Linked DNA regions of Macaca mulatta: region 1 is linked to region 2. Evidence: chromatin contacts called from public Hi-C data. All regions are on one chromosome and are shown on one strand. The core of a region is the stretch at or near the end of the contact, and the rest is flanking DNA. Distances in the headings are between cores, read along the strand shown. Region 1 holds the start of DLX1 (distal-less homeobox 1). Region 2 holds the start of METAP1D (methionyl aminopeptidase type 1D, mitochondrial).

Region 1 (5,088 bases), core at 2,088-4,587, 97 kb before region 2:
CAGATTCCCACACCAGCTACACAGATGATCAGGCAGTGTCCCAGGATCCGGAGATGGTCAGCCGGGCAGGACCCGGGCCTCTCAGACCTGGTGGCTTTTTGCAGAGGCCGCAGAATGAGGACAGCGGACGGATGAGGACCTTGACTTTATCAGCGCACAGAGCAAAAGGAGACAGGAGACTGACAGGACAGAAAAGAGCTTTTGCTTTTTCTACATTTTGTTTTTGTTTTGTTTTTTTTTTTCCTGATAGTCCCACAAAGCTGAAGGTCGGTGGGTCGGGTGGAGCCGGGTTTATCTTGTTGCTTGGCCTGTCTCAGGTGGCAGTGCCTTCCCTCCGAGGCCACTCTCTGCTGCTACTGCTCGGCCCAGGCCAGGGTTCAGGCCAGAGCGCGGGCGCCGGGAAGTTGCTGGGCCGGACCTCGCGGGGCTCTGAGGAGATGGAGCTCGTCCTGCTTCCACTGTTCCTTCTTCTTCCCTCTGGGTCCTTCTTTTCCTGACGGGGTGGATGGACCTGGAGGCGGGAGGGACCTGGGCCGGGGAGACAAGGAGGAGGCGGGCGGGCAACCTCACATAAGTTGGGGTTGCTGCATAGCTTCTTGGTGCGCTGAAGGGTACCACGATGTGTAGCTGGGGATATAGGAGCCCGCGTTTCCGCCTGAGCCCTTCCCGGATGAAGAGTTAGGGTTCCAGCCGGGCGGCACTGGTGGGGAGCCAGCAGACAGGGCCCGGCCGTTGGCCAACGCGCTACCCTCTAGAGCCGCCCCACCCTGCTTCATCAGCTTCTTGAACTTGGATCGCTTGTTTTGGAACCAGATCTTGACCTGCAAGAGCGGACAACAACGTGACTCAGGCTGGGACCACTGAGCCTACCTAGGTCACAGGGAGGAAAAAAGGGACCGCAGAACAGCAGAGATAGGACCTCCCAACCCTGCGCCAGCTGGCAGCCCTCTGCCAGAGAAGCAGAGACATCCCTCCTTTCTCCCTTCCCCCATAAGAGCCAAAGCCTCGAAGGCCTAACCGCCCTCCGCCGTCAGCCCATGGGGGCAGCTCTCAGAGAGCCAGGGAGGAGTCGTGGTGAGGGGCGAACTGGGATCCAGGCCTTAGCCTGCCAGGGGCTCAGTCCGACCGTGGCTACCGCCTGCGGAAGATACAGCGCCTGCACAACACCGAGCCCGCAATTCCAATATCAACATCAATAAAAGAATCGAAAACCTAGGAAGGAGTGGAGGAAATTTATTTGCAATGCGACCCAACTTTTCTATGCGACATCCTTTCTGCCCTTGAGTTGGGACGGACTAAGGAGGCCTCAAGGTTTTGGGGAACTTTTCTTTGGATTCAAAACCTTCCTTGCCCTACGGTCTGTTTGCTTTCTCCAGCTCTGCTCCAAATCCCGGACCGGACGTTGGAAGCCCGCGCCCGCCGCCGTCAGAACGCTCACGGGCTCCCCGGAGTCTTAGAGAAAGCCGGGAAGGTCGGTCCCGTTTCTCCTCTAAGATCTGGGACTTGAGAGGTGAGAGGGCGGAGGAAAGGTTCTCCCCCCACCCCCAACCTGTGAGAAGGAGGAGGAGGAGGGAGGCCGAGGCGCAGACCCAGGCCCCGAGTGATTAGTCACACAATTTAAAGGCAAGGGAGGGATTAAGCCCCGAGTCTATTGTTCCAGTTGTTTAGGCACGTGTGACCTCAGAGTTCCCAAACAAAACGTCTAGGGAATTCCTTCCTGCGCCCTAATCAGATTGTCCGGGGACAGAGGGCCGGGCTGCGGGCAGCTCGGGATACCGAGAGCAGCGACAGAGCTAGGGCGGAGGATGAGGGAGGAAGGAGACACGCTGAGAGCCAGGGGTGAACACAAACACACACACACAGTGACACCCCGACCGTGAGGCACAGCGAGCAAGAAATGAAGACCCGGGCGCAGGCAGGCCGCGGAAAGCCTGCGTGGCGGAACGGAGCGGCAGCGGCGAGGTACCTGAGTCTGTGTGAGTCCCAAAGAGGCCGCGAGCTCCGCCCTCTCCGGCAGAGCTAGGTACTGAGTTTGCTGGAACCTCCGGTTCAAAGCCTGCAACTGCAAGCTGGAATAAATCGTCCTGGGTTTACGGATCTTTTTTCCCTTGCCATTGAAGCGCACTTCACCGCCTTCCACCACCGTGCTCTTCTCCGAGTCCGCCCCTGGAGGGACAGCAGAAGCAGGGCCCGTTGTTAATACGAGGGGCCGCCTTTAGTGCGAACAGCCGAGAGCGAGTGGCTACCGAAGGGTGGCGGAGGCAGGACCAGGGAGAGAACGTTCAAGAAACTCTGAAAGCCAGGGAAGGGTCCCCCAAAATCCGAGGGCCTGTCCCGGGCCACTGCAGGCGGGATAGAGCCGTTCCCAGAAGCGCAGCCCCTGCCTTTGCAGGGAAAGTTTGCTATTTTTGCAGGCGGTAGTTGAGGTTTAATTACCCTTAATTGCATACATTGTTTATAGCACTACGCAATAAATAATTACCGAGACTAATACGTGCACATGTGGGTTTCTGTTTTCCAGCGGGGCATTGTGTGCTCTGCACACCGAGCCGCCCAGAGGCCCAGCCAGTGCCAGGAGACGCTCTGGGATTTATCCTTTGCTGGATAGTTGCAAATTGAGTGAATTTTAAAAAAAATTTATTTGCTGTGACAAGGATCTATAGATTGATATTCGAAACCTCCACTGCTCCCGTGCCCTCCCCACCCCCACCCCACCTCGCTCTCCTCTCTTCTCTTTCTCTCTCCCTCTCCTCTTCTCCCCCGCTCCTTCTTTCCCTCTCTCCCTTGTACCTCCTCCTCTCCCTCTCCCTGGCAAGCGCACGTACCTGGGTCCTCCAGGCGGCTCTGGGCGAGGCTGGCGCTGCCCGGGTAGGACTGCACCGAACTGATGTAGGGGCTGGAAGCGTGGCTGCTGACCGAGTTGACGTAGGGGTAGCCCAGCGGTCGGGAGAAGGACGAGGCTGAGCTGTAGGCGCCGTCGGGCTGCGAATGGCCCGCCGAGTGTAAACAGTGCATGGAGTAGTGCCCGTGGGACATGGGAGAAGGAGACATTTGCTGGTTGGGCGGCCCAAACTCCATAAACACCGCCTTGCCCGACACGGGGCTGTTGAGACTTTCTGGCATGGTGGTCATGGTCATCTCTTCTCGCGGGGTCTGGGTGTGGGACTTTCTCTCCTCTGCTTCCCTTTTGGGGGTCTCTATGTTTCTCAGGACAGGAAGGAACCCAATTTAAGCGGAACAGGGGTTTTCACTTTCCATTCATAAGAAAATGGAGTTTGTCTCTTTGAAAAGTCTAAGCATGATGCTGCTGAGCTCCCCAAACTCGGTTCAAAGCTTTGACTCAGCCAAGGTCATAAATATTCATGAGCTGGCGGAGCTGATTGGTCCGCTGTCTTGCATAATCACTGGGGATTGGTCCGAGGCGCTCGGGCTCCGCTGGACTAGAGCGGGCGAGGCGGCCCGGCCTCGGGAGAGTCGCATCCACACTTCCCGGCCGGGGCTGCTCTGCAACAGAGCGCGCCGGGCAGGAAGCACAATGGGCTCCGGCGTCTGCGCCGGGACCGCTGCGACCCGCGGCTCATCGGCCTCCCGCCTCCCTCGCGTGCCTTCCTCCCCAGGAACCAACCAGCGGCTCGGCGCCGCCGCCCCCCTGCCACTGTCCCCACCCTTCAGCGGTCCCTAACGCCAGACACCCTGGACCGCTTCTCGTCGCTGCCACTCAGTCCGGCGCAGAGCTAGGGCTGCTGGGGAGGAGCCTGACCTCTGCCTCTCCAGCGCGGAGTCGCGCACTGGGGGGCGCCCGAGGCGGCCAACAGACAGAGGTCCTCCCAAGAGCCTTGTGCCTAGCGCGGCGCCCATTCGGCCGCGCCTCCCCGGCCCGGGTACGCTCTGCCACATCCCTGGAGTCGGGGCTTAGGGGCCCTCCCTGCGAACTCACTCGCTCGGCCGCTGCGCCGCCGCCGCCGTCGCTCCCTGGGGCCCGCTCGCATTGCTTCAGGCCCAGCTGGCCACTCCAGCTCGAGGCTGCACGGTCTGATTAAAGCAGTGCGCGTGGAGAGCCAGGAACCCGCGCTTCTCCTCCCAGGAAAGGCGACTGCGCCGCCCCCTCCCCCAACACACACATCCTCTTTCCCTCCCAGCCTTCCTCCTCCTCCCCCTCCCTTCTCCACTCCCTTGCGCGGAGAGCCCCGGGCTCACTCGCCCCGAGAGCGCGGCTCAGCGTGGAGCCCAGGGGGCCTAGGGGCTCAGATCTGCTGAAGCCGCGGACGCCAGGTGATCATTTTCCGGCCTCCTGAGGTCTAGCGAGACTTCCAGAGTTTAGGAGTCCCTGGGGGACACCGAAACCCGCAGCAAACCCAGCCTGTAGTAGGCTCCCCTATCTGTGTGTATACCTCTCGCGTTGCCACCCAGTATCTTTCTCCAGTGGCCAAAGCGCGCGCCACCGGGCCTAGGGGGCAGGGCTAGTGGAGGCAAGAGCTGCCGCTGCTCCCTCTGTCTTCTGAGGTGCTAGGTACGAAAAACTGCACAAAAGCCCCCAACCCATCGCCACTACTACCAATACAGCCACCCCCTCGCGGTGTGGCGCACACCACCCTGGCTGTAAGTGGATGTTGGTTCCCCAACCCGCCAGTCCCACGGTGAATCCCAAATTACTTTGTTAGGTAATTAGAAAGTGTTGATAATTATTTCTTTCATAATTTAGCGGTGTGACGGGAACGGGAAAATGATCTTGTGAAAGTTCACACGTGCAGATGTATTAGTTACTGATTCATTTGATTAAATGGTAGTCTCAAGTGCTCAGATCCGCAGCTGAAGGCGCTCCATTAGCATAACACTGATGTTTAATTTTCATACGCATAATTAGCCATATATTTAACACTAATAGCAACATGCAGCCTTTCAGCGTTAAACAGCTCGGGATTTGATCTGGCCTGAGCTGAACCTTCATCGCTGCACCTTCCCCTGTCTGGAGTGTGCAATGATCACAGGACAAACCTCTGTAATCAAGCGCATTTTGGCAGAGGGAACACCAATAAAAATGAACATTCAAAACAAATTACATCGGTGCTGTCGTTATAGATGTTAGTA
Region 2 (5,193 bases), core at 1,325-3,824:
GATAGTCCAAAAAAGGGCCCTTTCCCATCATTAAAACAGCTTCCTGATGACACACTTTCCTTCTCTCCTCTAATCAGAGGATCCACTTCTTGGTTGTTGCAACACTTTGGGATACAGTGGGATGGATTATAGGAACCAATAATTTGGCCTGACTTCCATATATCTTTTCTCAAGATTGTCTAAACCATCATTTGTCAAAATCACAAGTGATCAAAAAGAAAGAAAAGATTAATGCTATTTCTGTAATCTGCAAAGAGATGTTATATATAAAGCTGGTGCAAAGTAATTGCAGTTTTTGTCATTAAGTGATTCTAAAACTGCAATTACTTTTGTACCAACCTAATACATATATATGTACATACAAGAATATGTTTATACATGCATAGGTGTATATATATACACCTATGTATGTTTTCAGGGTTTTTTTTTTGTTTTTTGGCTCCTCCTCTACATTGACTATCTACTCAGATCCTTCTCACCATTACCAGAAGCACACAAAAATGAAGTCTGAAGGCCATGATTTCTTGTGAAAAGAAGAAACAGAAAAGTAACTTAATTAGTAAAGAAAGTCTGGACTGGAACCCAGATTTTTTTTTTCCGGCTTACTACAACTTCCGCCTCCTGGGTTCAAGTGATCCTCCCACCTCCCCCTCCCAAGTAGCTGGGATTATGAGCATGTGCCACCAAGTCCAGCTAATTTTTGTATTTTTAGTAGAGACAGGGTTTCACCATGTTGGCCAGGCTGGTCTTGAACTCCTGGCCTCAAGTCATCTGCCCACCTTGGCCTCTCAAAGTGCTGGGTAATATTACAGACATTAGCCACCTTGCCAGGCCTGGAGCCCAGATGTTAAGAGATATAAATTGGCTGTCTTTTCACAAGGCTACACTCTCATGCTCATCTCCATTCCTCCATGCAACCAGTCCACAAAGCTCACTACATCACCTTTCCCATACACATCTCTCCCTCCAATATTCCTGTGGCTCCTTTCTCATCTCCACTAACACTGAAGTCTATTGCATTACCAACCTTCTTCCTCTCTAAAAATATCTTCCTCTTCACTTCTTATTTTTTATTATTTTTATTTTATTTTATTTTTTTCTGAGACAGTCTCGCTATTGCCCAGGCTGGAGTGCAGTGATGCGATCTCGGATCACTGCAACCTCCACGTCCTGGGTTAAAGCGATTCTCCTATCTCAGTCTCCCAAGTAGCTGGGATTACAGGCATGTGCCACCATGTGCAGCTAATTTTGTATACTAGCAGAGATGGGGTTTCACCATGTTGGTCAGGCTGGTCTTGAACTCCTGACCTCAAGTGATCCACCCGCCTTGGCCGGGATTACAGGCGTGAGCCACCGTGCCCGGGCTCTCTTCACTTCTTGCACACACTCATCCTGTACTGTCTCTGCTGAACTTTACACACAGACTTCTATGGAGTGACCATGTCATGCAGTACAGAGAAATGAGTTTAAAAAAAAAAATTAGAATCATGTTCAAATGAACATTCTGCCTCTTACCATTTGTGTGACCTTAGTCATGTTACTTAACCTCTCTAGCCTCACTTTTCCCTTCTGCAAAGAGAAAATAATTCCTAACTCACAGGGTTTTTGTTTTTGTTTTTGTTTTTGAGACAGGGTCTGGCTCTGTTGCCAAGTCTGGAGTGCAGTGGTAAGATCACCGTTCACTGCAGCCTCTCGACCTCCCAGGGTCTCACTCATTGAGTTTTAAAAGGAAGCAAGCATATGTAAGGCGCTTAACACAGTATCGTGTACTTAAAAGGCACTTAATAAACAGTAGCTATTACTATGAAAATAATATTTACCTCACAAAACTGTTCCTACATGCCTGACACTTAAGTAGCTCCTCAAAGTATGAGTTTTCCTCTTTCCCCGTCCTTGAAAAAACTTTCCAGTTCTTTCCAACAAAGATTCAGAACCTAGTTCAAATCCAACAAAGATTTCCCCAATTCTGCTGCAAAGGCATTTGTATATATACTAAAATCTCAACACTCACGCAGGATAAAACCTACTTAGAACTGCCCAGACATCTTTTCTTATCTTCTTAACTTTAAGTCACTGGAAGAAAACAATCACATTTTGCAAGTCCCCAAAAGGCATGTCTACATAAGCTCTAGGGAAGGAAATCGGGTGTCCAGATGCATTTCAGAATTACCATAGGTTTCTTCGTTCGGCATACAGAATAAATGTTTGTTACACTAATGATACAACCGAAGTTGGGAAAAAAAACTTCAGACGATGGCCCGCAAATCTCAAGGAGTAATTGCGAATAGATGCCACGTGGTGACGTGGTCTAGGCGGGTGATCAGTGAACAAATTTTTGCGTGTGTTCCTGGGGTGTGTGAATGTGTCATCGTGTGTGCCTGCGTGTGTCTGTAAAGACTGAAAGTACAGTCGTGTGCGCCGAGAATTCTCAGCGCGGGTGTGCATCCCTTTGGACCCGGGTGCGTACCGAGTGAACAACCGTGTGAACCCTCACAGGATTGTCCTCCACGCGCTTACCTCTGCGGACGAGCAGGTGGACGCCGCTGGGCGCCGCCATGTTGGCGTCGGTCACGTGGCCGCGAGCACTCGCTCACCGCCCTGCCAGCTGGAGCCGGCCAGTCGCATCTCTGCCGAAGCCCTGAGGCGTCGAGGCCGCCCGAGGTGAACGCGCGTGCGCGCGTGGGGCTGACTGCGGGAGCCCTGGCGGGGAAGCGACTAGGGCACCCGGGCAAGCAGCAGAACCTGCGGCCGGCTGAGTCCTCTCCAGCCGCGAGAGGCGGGCTCCAGCCGCGGCTCTCGCGCTCGCTCTGAGCCCCCGCGCCCAGGTGGGATGGAAGAAGCCTGTCAGGTAAGCGTGGCATCCAATATTTATAGCATCAACATTGTGGTGCATGGAAACGTGAAGTTGGGCGGAAAAAATAAAGCACAATCTAGTGTTCAACATAGCACTTTGTATCATCTGCCACTCTGTTGCAAATTATTCCCCTGGATTCAGTTGAAAGGTAAAATTTGGTTCAAAGTCACCAGCTTCCCTTTTGCTGTCCCAGAATCTACATTACTCAGCAGAGACTCCAGACAACACAGGATCTGTGTGTCGCTGCAAAATCTATTCTAGGTACCCCAGTGGGTATGCTCAGGAGACTTCTCTTTCCCCAAGGACGCCTTCTGTACTTGGCAGTAATAACTGGAGTCTTAATCCTAAACTTGGAGTTTAAGTATAAAAGGATGACGCCTGCCAATTGCATTGCCAAGAGATGAAGCCTGCAGAAGGCCAATTGTGAATCAAATGAGGGAGCTGATGTATGCCTACTGATGACGGTGCCCATTTTTACCAAATTCACTGTCTCTCTTACCTGTGTTCTGGGGTAGATGCCATCCTGTCATGGACCAGGTGTTATTCATCTTAGTAGCTTCCGTGCCTGACACAGAACCTGATACCCGAGGAGTGTCAGGTGAAGCAATTGAACACTGCATGAAACCAGTCAAACTGAGAATGTAACCGTTTCCAGACTTTAAATGCAGTAAAGATTGATAAGGATTCTCGGTGAATGTGTGTGATGTCTTCTAATTAATTTTTAAGCACTACTAACTCAGTGAATAATCTAGACAATTCAGAACAATTCAGAAATGAGTTAAGGAACAAGTGCAAGCCCCTTCCTCGCCCTCTGTACACACCACAGTCCCACTCCCCGGTTAACCACCGTGTGCTCAATCCAGATCTTTGCCTTTTACACACAGGCAAATGTAAGTATTTTAAACAGAATCATATACTTACTGTTATGACTTGCTTTTTCCATTCCACTCATCATAGACATCAAATCTTAGAACACTTAGTTCAAACTTACTCTTTTTAATGACTACATAATCTTGATATTTTTACTTTTAAAGAGAGTGAATGTTGGCATTTCATTAGAGGACACAGGCTATAATTCTTGGAAACCTGGTTTTGGATGCTTTTGGGTCACCTTGAAAGATAAAGAGAAATAATGCTTTCCAACAAGGTAAATAAGATGTACAAGACTGAGAATAAAATGTAATCCTATGGGTTACTTCAAGCCCTACCTTTCGCAAACTCATTTCAATTCCAGGGAAAGCATTTTTGAATGTGGCAAGTCTTTCCTCTGTATAACTGAAGCCAGCAATCTGAGTGCAGCAAAGGAGCCTGAGAGTTAGCTGGCCACGAGTCTTAAGAAGTGTGCAGAAAAAAGAAATCTAGATGTCCCTAGCAAAATTCCTTAAGGCATCAAGCCCAGTTTCAAACACATTTGAAAGAGAACACATGTTCATGTGATTTAACTCAGCCAACCCTTGGAAAATAAAGGAATGCTTTATTCCCCTACAACTAGAAGGAAAAGGAAACACTATGAGGACCCAGGTGGCACCAGCAGTAGTGGAATCCAGTGAGGAAATCCTCAATAAGTTCAGCATGGAATGTATATATCTGGGATGAGCTAGAAATGAAGCAAATATGAACTTGCACAGGTGATAGCTCATCCACTGACCCTGGATCTGGCTTCTCTCCTACACATCCTTCTCACAGTAGAAGGGTTAAAAGCTGCCAGCACATGTCTGCCAAAGCCATCAATTTATAGGATATAGGCCAGGTTTGGTGGCTCATGCCTGTAATCCCAGCACTTTGGGAGGCAGAGGCAGGCAGATCACTTGAGGCCAGGAGTTGGAGACCAGCTTGGGCAACATGGTGAAACCTGTATCTACTAAAAATACAAAAATTAGCCAGGCATGGTGGCGCACACCTGTAATCCCAGCTACTCAGAGGCTAAGGCGGGAGAATCACTTGAACCTGGGAGGCAGAGTTTGCAGTGAGCCGAGATCCCGCTGCTGCACTCCAGCCTGGGCCACAGAGGAAGACTCTCTCAAAAAAAAAAAGGCGGGGGGGGGGGGGGCAGATATATACATAGTGACCAACAAGGTAAAGGGCTGGATCACTGATATCTAGGATCCCTTGCAATTTTAACATTCTGTGATCTTGAGCATTAGAGTGCTTTTATTTAGATGAGTAACCACTACTGAGTCACTTCTCTACTCCATTTCTGTCCATGCTTCTATCTGTGAAATGAAGGTTAATTATATTATGGCACTTCACTGATTTGAATTCTCACCATTAGTCAGATTATGTACTTGGGATTCTTGAATAAAAAATCGAATAGTTCGGCCGGATGCAGTGGCTCACAC

Evidence for each region. Hi-C and Micro-C count contacts between places; a contact is called where the count stands out from the background.
Region 1: a contact with region 2 is called in a Hi-C map of liver, with 2.1 times the contacts expected there. The contact joins the promoter of DLX1 here to the promoter of METAP1D in region 2. A contact is called at or near these places in 3 of 14 Hi-C or Micro-C datasets (fetal cortex germinal zone, fetal cortical plate and liver).

Annotation. Positions count from the first base shown.
Region 1 is chr12:77,018,005-77,023,092 of T2T-MMU8v2.0, reverse strand. It overlaps DLX1 (distal-less homeobox 1), which reads right to left and starts at 3,337. Exons shown (of 3, transcript NM_001260619.1): 1 at 2,826-3,337; 2 at 1,967-2,166; 3 at 1-821. The coding sequence starts at 3,138. The coding sequence ends at 567.
Region 2 is chr12:76,920,239-76,925,431 of T2T-MMU8v2.0, reverse strand. It overlaps METAP1D (methionyl aminopeptidase type 1D, mitochondrial), which reads right to left and starts at 2,574. Exons shown (of 9, transcript XM_077957195.1): 1 at 2,518-2,574. The coding sequence starts at 2,557.